Regions from separate parts of the Macaca mulatta genome. Here region 2 is linked to region 1. A link is a contact called in public Hi-C data. All regions are on one chromosome and are shown on one strand. The core of a region is the stretch at or near the end of the contact, and the rest is flanking DNA. Distances in the headings are between cores, read along the strand shown. Region 1 holds the start of LOC693603. Region 2 has its middle 310 kb from the start of PLET1.

What was found. A called contact is a pair of places that touch in the nucleus more often than the background predicts.
Region 2: a contact with region 1 is called in a Hi-C map of fetal cortical plate, with 2.8 times the contacts expected there. The contact joins the enhancer-like site here to the promoter of LOC693603 in region 1. A contact is called at or near these places in 3 of 14 Hi-C or Micro-C datasets (fetal cortex germinal zone, fetal cortical plate and liver).

What each region holds. Positions count from the first base shown.
Region 1 is chr14:113,034,205-113,038,662 of T2T-MMU8v2.0, reverse strand. LOC693603 reads right to left here and starts at 2,522. Exons shown (of 4, transcript XM_077964286.1): 1 at 1,908-2,522. The coding sequence starts at 2,390.
Region 2 is chr14:113,318,422-113,322,879 of T2T-MMU8v2.0, reverse strand. No RefSeq gene overlaps it. Among named protein-coding and RNA genes, the nearest start is that of PLET1, 310 kb to the right of the region's middle. Within about 2 kb of position 2,634, at least 3 of the 40 cell types and tissues checked have an H3K27ac peak or open chromatin away from gene starts, as enhancers often do. A contact at or near this core is called in fetal cortical plate, where this site is marked.

The DNA.
Region 1 (4,458 bases), core at 1,273-3,772:
AGGGAGGGAGGGAGGAGGAAGGGAGGGAGGGAGGAAGGAAAGAAGGAAGGAAGGAAGGAAAGAAGGGAAGAAGGCAAGGAGGAAGGGAGGGAAGGAGGGAGGGAGGGAGGGAGGGAGGAAGGGAGGGAGGGAGGGTGGGAGGGAAGGAAGGAGAAAGAAGGAATGAAAATTGTGCTGACCTCTGTCTCTACTACAATGGAGGAGTAGCTTACAGAGTTTTGATATGGAAAACACTTAGATGAAAATTTTACTCACAAATAAGTTTAGTTTTTGAGGACAGACAACCAAAAGAGCTCAGAATGTCTGCCACTCACATATTCTTTAAATCACTTTAAAATATATTTCAACTGCCCAAACGATGACTTAAAATTACTCAAGAATGGAAAAAATAGAGTGTCAAAGGACTAGCAGTGAGTGTTGAAGCCAATTACACACAGAGAGTTGGTCTAAAATAGTTGTTTAACTATGGTTACAAGACAGAATATGTGTCAAAAATACCCTAGAATCAAGAGACATACAACATCAAAAAACAATGCATGAATAATCTGATCCCAAGTCCATAAACTAATCAGCTTTCAAATAGGAAAGGAGAACAGAGGGAATTAAAAGTGTACAGAATTCATCCTACACAGTTGTGAGCTTAAAAATACCATTTTATTCTTGACTTTAACAACCAGAGAAATATTGATTGGTGCTCACATCCATTTTTAGAAACTCATTACGTAGGAGAGTAGGGGCCTGTCCTTTAAAAGATAAAACCTCACTCCTGCCTCAAGGTATTTACAGTTTGAAGATCTCTAACCAACACACAGGATAGGTTTCAATTTGTTACAAGAATAAACAAATGTCAACGTCCTTGAAGAATTTAAGGTTTTATGCGGAACCAGTCCTCAAATGCCGTTTCAATGTTACTGCCCACCAGCATTTTCCATTCCTTCTGGTAAAGCCTCCTAAAGCCTGGTATGAAAGGACGGCAGTTCCTGGTCACTGTGGTGCCCTCTGTACCTGACAGCAGGGTCCCCTTGATGTCAGTCTGCATTGTGACAATCCATGAACCGGACTGCCCTTGTTTAACAGCATCACTGGTGTCACTGAGAATGAGACACACAGATTTGGACTGCAGGGAAGCTCTCACAGTAACCATTACACACAGAGCACCAAGACCTGAAATCAGTACACAAATACCAGATATTTTCCTTCCAGAATTTAATTTAATGCTCACAATCACCATCCAAGTAGGCGGCATTTTTCCCATTTTACAGATAAGAAAACTGAAGTTTAGAAAGGCTGTTTTCCAGAATTACAGAGCCAGTCAACAGATGGCAGACAGGGGTCTCCAAGCAAGGAATTTCTGGCTCCAAAGTTCACGGTACCCTACCACACTATTTTCTTAATTCAAAGAAAGAAGTTACAAGGAACGGAAATGGAGATAATAATTTTGCAATTTATTACAGCACTAGTAAAGATGCTGCCTCTTTTACAAAGTAATAATCCAATGGACTGAACTAATCATACTGTGCTAGTACCCCGTTAACCCTCTCTAAAACATTCACAAAGTGGATACGACGTAGGGCTGCTCCAGGGCCAATGAGTTTTCTCTCTAAAGTAAAATTCCCAGGGAGCGCTCTGGTCTCTAAGGCTTGATTAGCAAGTACCAATTAATGCGCCTTCAGTCCTCTTTGTGTCTTGAGCACTGAGGGCTAACCCTTGCCTTGCCGACAAAGATGAGATGAAATCATTGACTCACCCTAAAGACCTCAAGTTCTAATGCACTGCTCCCTCCCAGGGCCTTGAATTGAGAACAATCTTTAGGACAAAAGACTGCATCTCTAATAGTGAAATTTTAGACGTCAGCAAAGGAGATATTTTTAAGTCACACATAGACACACAAATTTTCCACGTCACACCTTATTGAGACAGTGGTTCCTCATCTGGTGCCGAGGACCGCGGCTCACCTCGGTGTTACCCAACTTAACGTCTTGCCCCGCCACAAACCATGGGTACAGACCAAACCAGGGCGTGCAATGCCCGGAAGACTGGTCCAACCCCGGCGCCCAGGCCTGCAACCCCTGGGAGGCGTGGGCGACCACTGCCAGCACCCCGACGCTGTCGCTGCGTCCCCGCGGCTCCCCCTCTCCGGGGTCCGCCCGGCCAACCCAGGCGCCCGCAGCAGGGACCACGCCCGCCCGAAGCCGGCGCGTCCCCGCCCCCCGGGACGCACCGTGGCTGCCAGAGGGCCGCTGCTGCCACCTCGCGGCGGCGTCTCCCCGAACCGCGCTCAGCCGCCACGCCCAGAAACCGCCCCCCAAAGGACGCTCGGGTCCGAGTCCAGTGGGCCTGGGAGGTGGTGACTCCTGGCAGGGGCTTCCTACGGAAGGAATCGTCTTCATCTCGGGTCACTCACGCCGCGCACCCAGACTGGAGGTGGAGATGAACGCTTCCAGCACCGACCTCCCCCAGGGTTCCAACGGACACGTAATCCACGCCCCTTCCCCGTCTGGGGATCCGAAAAAGCCACACAACCTGGCCCCAGACACAACGTATAACAACTAGGACCCCAGGATCTGGGCAGACCGGCTCTATTTGGGCCATCCTGGATGCCTGAAGAATGCGAGTTGGAGCGGAGATCTTTGAACTCAGATTCAAATGTGAGACCCACTGAATTAGAATCCCCTGGGCAGAGGCCAGGGAACTATTTTTGCAAAGTTCCCCCAGGTGATCCTAATGGTCAGGCAGGTTGGGGACCCTCCCAGTTACAAAATCTAGATGACCTTTTCAGGTTACCCACACATGCACAGAAACACACACCCCTGAGTCTATGAAAAGGCAACAATATAAGGTTGTGTGCTTGAAATGAGAAAGATTTCATGACAGCTCATCACCTAGCCCCTGAGTTTCCAACCTTGTCCGTTTATCATGCCCTTAATGTCTCAATGCTTTTTTTCACAGTAACCCTAGGCCTAAAGAAATACCTAACTGTTCTGTGTATTAAGTAGCTAGACCCAAAGTAAGAAGTATTTCTGTCCTAACAACTTAGTAGCTACTACAAAAAATAATGCATATAAAATAGGAAAAAAAATTATCTTATTCTTAGCCACAACTTCTCACTAATGGGATGTGTGTCCTTTTTGGGCACCGCGCAACTTCTCGAACCTTGGAATTGGATTAGGCACTGCCACCCTCACTCCCTATTCTATACTGATTTTTCCCATAGTACATGTTTTATGTCATAGCAAATGACAAAAACTGAAAATATAGCTTCTGAAAAATATGGTTTTATCAAAAAACATGTAGGGCAGGCTGGGCGTGGTAGCTCACACCTGTAATCCCAGCACTTTGAGAGGCCAAGGCAGGTGGATCACTTGAAGTTAGGAGTTCCAGACCAGCCTGGCCAACATGGTGAAACCCCATCTCTACTAAAAATACAAAAATTAGCTGGGTGTGGTGGCACGTGCCTGTATTCTCAGCTACTCAGGAGGCTGAGGCAGGAGAATCTCTTAAACCTGGGAGGCGGAGGTTGCAGTGAGCCAAGATCGCACCACTGCACTCCAGCCTGGGCAACAGAGTAAGACACCATCTCAAGGAAAAAAAAAAAAAAAATGTAGGGCAATCTAATGTTGAGTCTGCAAGCTATCCTGCACTGCTTAGTAGTTTGCATGGAGAACAACAGAAGTTGAGTGTTGCCTTTGACCTTTAAAATATCCCAAAGAGCCCCTCCGAATTCACAGCAGCACCAAGAACACCTCAGCACAGAGTTAGGGAACATGCATGGACCTCGCTCCTGCTCCTCTCCTCATCCCATACTCCCCAGGGTTCACAGTGCTCCTGCAAGCATCTTCTTTCTTGCCAAATGCTTTCCTACCTCAGCACATTGTGCCATTGCTCTTCTCTCTGCCTGGAATGCTCTTCCTCGGGTCTCCGCAGGCCCAGCTCCTTCTTGGCCTCCAGGTCTTGGTTCAAGGACCACCGTGCTCCCTAAAGCCTCTTCAGGCCTCCCACCAAATCACTTCTATCCTATGGGCCTGTTTCCTTTTCTCTGTAGCTTTTATCACTATCTGAAGTTATCCTGCTTAGTTTACTTACTTATTTTCAAGCTTCCCCACCAGAATGTGAACTTGATGAGAATAGAGACTTGTTCATTACTGTTTCCCCAGAACCTGGAACAATGCTTAGCAATAGGTGGACAATAAATAATTGTTCAATGAATGACTGCAGCCACTACACTCAGCTCAGGGAGATAAAAGGTAGGAAGAATGTGCTTTACATGTGCTATCCCCTTGGATCTTCACAACACCCTTTGGAAATAAATACAAATAGACATGATTAACCCCATTTAATAGGTGAGGAACTCACATTCAAAGAAGTTAAGTGTTCAAAGCTGCACAGCTGAAGTGGCAGAGCCAAGATTCAAGTTCATGTCTACTTGACTGCAAAGGCTGCTTTTCATAAAATCACATT
Region 2 (4,458 bases), core at 1,385-3,884, 280 kb before region 1:
CAGTCACAAAGTCACAAATTTAGGCCCTGAGGCAGTGCACATTATGAAAGTCCTCTGCCTTGATAACAGTTTAAGTAGAAAACATCTGGGGATTTCAGAGGGGCCACAAGCTCAGTATGATTCAGAAGGGTGCTACAATTGCCCAGGTCTAGAGCTGAGAAAACCTCAGAGGCCGCATTCATGGAATTATGTCCCAGGTCAGAGAAAGTCATAGTCTCACTGGACACAATGTGGTTTCAGGCATGTTGGTCACCCAAACAATGGCCAGGGATGATTTGATTTTCTGGCCAGCTGGAAAGGGATCCTCCTCTTCTCTCGTTTGTGGCTGATTTTCCTTGATTTAGCAAATAAGTATCTCATGCATTCAACAAATATTTATTTAGCACCTATATGCCAGGCACCATATTGAACACCTTTTCTAATGCTAGGGTGGTGTGGGAACCAAGACGAACACCAAAGCCCAGCGTAATGGGGGGAAATGGCAGGCACACACACACACACACACACACACACACACACACGCAATTATAACGTGATATGGTTAAAATGATGGTGTTTGCAAAGTGGTATGTTAACACAGCTTTCCCCTGGACAAGAATTATATTCTTGGGTCACAGAGGGCAGCTTGGTATTTTAAAGGGAACCAACATTAAGGTCATTTCATCCCCAGAGCCAAGTGCAGAGCCTGGCACACAGTAGATATTTACTAAGTAATTGACGAATAGAGGAATGGGACGGAAGACTGCCTGATAGAGCTGAGAATAAGACCCAGCTCTGCCCTTTTCTGTCAGTGAGTCCATAGGCAAGTTGAATTAATTCACTGAGCCTCAGTTTCTTCATAAATAAAACAGGGATAATGATCCTCATCTCACAGGGTTGTTTTGTGGGTTTAAAGAAATGAAATGAGCTCCAACAGATGCAAAGTGACCTTCAAGATACCAATGACATAGTAATAATAAACTAGTACTCATTGTTTCTCTGAGTCATGTGCCAGCAGGATCACATTTGGACTATTCCGGGCATCATGAGTTAAGATAGGCATTAACAAATTATAGTCCATTCAGAGAAAAGACCAAAATGAAGAGTGCTTTAGGAAGCAAGAAATGTTGTGGGGCTAAGGGGGCGAAGTCTTCCATAGAGCCCCAGAAGGCAGCACCAAAGGAGGGTAAAATTTGGGGAGTTCTATTCCAGCTCTGGTATGGAAGAATGTTCTGATAACCATAGCTGCCAAGAATGAAATGAGCTGCTTTACCAAGCAGGGAGCACCTCATTGCTGGGACTTTTAATGCAGGGTTTGAAGCAGCATCTGCCAGGAATGTTCAGACCATCATTTCTTCAACATGGTATTTATTGAGTACCTACTAGGTGCTCTCCTCTTGTTCTAGGGAACTTTGATTAAAAAGGAAAAGCAAAGACATAGCTTGTGGATCTAAAGCACTCACAAAAGCAAATGATTTTGTGTATAATGTTACAAGCTGCTGTGGGAACACAGAGGGTTTTATAGAAGGGATTTTGCCTTTGGATGGGAAACGGGACAGAATGACCTCTAAGGTCTCTTGGTTCCTATTATTCTATGATTCTATGTAAATCATAATAATCTCTTTCTGCCAAGAATTTACTCATCTAATCCAAAGGTTTTCCTTGGAATTAAACCTTGGCGATTGAGCCTCTAATTCTTGAATGGTAAGATTCCACAAAAGTATTGATAATGATGCCTTATACCAGAAAAGCACTTTCCCCCCAATCTGGTGGAAGAAATTTGACATCTATTATAACATTTAACCCTCACATCTAACCTATACAGAAAACCATGTTTAAATAGATAAGGAAATGGAGAAACAGGAACAACACGGACTTGCCTCAAGTCACTCACTCATTCGCAGTAGAGCTGGGGAGAATGCAGGTCACCTAAGCCTCGTTTATTGTTCTTGCCAATAGGCCATAATGCATTTAGTTTTCTTCTTCTTGGATTTTGTCTTGGAAAGTTTCTCTTTCCCTCTACCTCCTCCCCTCCCCCCTACTCTGTTATTGCAAGCACAGAATCTGGCAGATGAATGACCTGGCTGATCTCCCAAGTTTCCCTCTGAAATGTAGAACCCGACATCCCTTCCATTTGAAATTCCAAACACAGTCACTGCTGTGTCAGAAAAAATATTAACCGTTTGAGCAGTGGACCTTGCCACCAGCCCAGGAGAATGATAAGCACAGGCAGAGAAGGGAAGCCACTCACTGCCTTTGTTCAGCTCTAAGGGAAGATGCATGACCTAGCTGGGGTGGCGATGCTGTTTTTTAAAAATAAAATATAGGGATTCGAATGCCTGTGCTAAGAGCATTTGCTCCATGGGGAAACGGCCTTCTCCGGGAGACCAATAAATGTGTGCTCGGGCTTATTTATTTGGCTTTCCTTTGAGGTTGAAGTGGCAACCAGTGGGCAGGTCCTGAGGCCAGGGCTTCTGCAAATGTTAGGCCATTTGGAATGCTGGCGATTCCACTGTTCTTTTTTATCCCTGGGAGTGAATCACTCTGACAGCCTGACAAGGCTGCTGAGAGACAGAGTGAGGCACCTGTTTAGACAGTTGTCCCATCAGACTGGGTAGCCTGCTGTCTCTTCACCAGTGGGGGTCAGGGCAGGGAGGAGACAGGAAAAGGATGCGGGGCTGAGCAGAAAGCTGCACTGTCACCTGAGGATGTCCCCTGGCCAAGTGCCTTGCAGGCACCCTCCTAGGGTATCCCAAGCTGCTCCACTGGCTGGTTTGGAATTCTCAGCTGGATCAATCAGGTAATGTATGTGATTTGCTTCCAGAAATATCAGAGACAAAACAGGAAAATTTCTACATCTTCATCCATGAAAAACTGAGCTCTGAAAGGCATTCTCTAAAAGGAATTTCATGTTGTTGGCAATGGCAGTATCATTGGAAGATGACCCACACCTATACACACCCACACCCATTCACACACACACACATGTGCACCAGCACCTCCTCATTCCCTTATATTGCTTTATTTTTCTCCATGGCACTTACCATTTTTGCTGTCACTTATTTATTTGTTATCTCCTCTACTAGAGAATATTCGCTCTGTGAGGGCAATGACTTTGTCAGTTGTTCACTGCCGCAGCCCCAGTCCATCAAATGGGGACTGGCAATAGTTAGTTCTCATTAAATAACTGTTTCTTCACTTGTGGCCTCAAGGCCTATTACTGGAGATTTATTAACTTAGTTTTCAAAGACTTCAATGTTATTAAAATGCAAACATCCTTAGAATCGCTCTTTAAGTCTTAATAATAGTTCTCAGCTAATAAATTTTGAGGATGAGAGAGTCTGCCATCACATTGTGAAGCGCAGATACTTTCTGGAGTTATGCTTGAGAGGAAAGCATTACAGGTGAGGAGGATCTAAAACAAGAGGGTGAGTAACAGTAAGGCCTGGAATGTGGCCTCTTGAGTATTTTGCCCCAGTTGGCCCTGCCTGAGTCAGATTTGACTCTCGGGTCACTCTAAATCCAACGTCAGCAAATCCTATGTCAGCTCTGGTAGAGAAATCCCCTTCTCTCCACTCTCACTATTGATACCAAGTGCAAGAGCCCTTCGCCCTGAAATACCCGTGGTCAATCAACATAACCAGTCTGCTGCCTCCAATCTCCCTATCTCATCCCTGTTGTGTACCACTTCCGGGCCAACTTTCTAAAACACCACTGTCTTTGGACTACCCTCTGACAGTCACTAAGATGATTTCTGAATATTTCTGGTTCTCCCTTTAGAGACCAATGATAGGCACGTGCATGACTAGTTTTGTTCTGTGAGTTGTGAGAAGACACAATAGACATCAGTTCTGGGCGTGAACATTTCATTGCTGATGTGAGACCCCCCCCCCAGAGCTCTTTCTGTCTGGCACAGTGACCACCAATATTTCAGATTAGCCTGGATCCTGAGTGAACAGGGTGAGCAGACACCCCTGGTAACCCACAAGGGATATAAAATGTAAAATTAACCTTCATTATTTAAGGCCCTGATAATTAGGGGTTGCTGATTTCTGCAGCATAACACTGACTATCCTAATACCTACCACATGCAATAAAACCTATAATGTTTCTCATTACTCATTATCATGTGTGATGTATAGTACACAGATTATGGTTCTATAACCAATGTAATAGGTTATATACAAGTAGGTTACATAGTACCTCTGGTACTATTAAACAGACATGGATCTAAGTCCTAGTTTTGCTACTCACCATCAGACAAGGGCAAGCTATGTAATCTCCTACTAAGTCTCCTCCTTTGTAAAATTAGAATAATACTTACCTTGGGGTGATTAAATGAAATAACAGTGCTGGTGACAGGCCTATAGTAGTCATTCAGCAAGGATGCCGAATGTGGGTAAGTTCCCTTTTCTCTTCCTCTTCTTTCTGCTGACATTCACATGTCTCTATCACCTGGCCATACCCAGCCCACCTGAC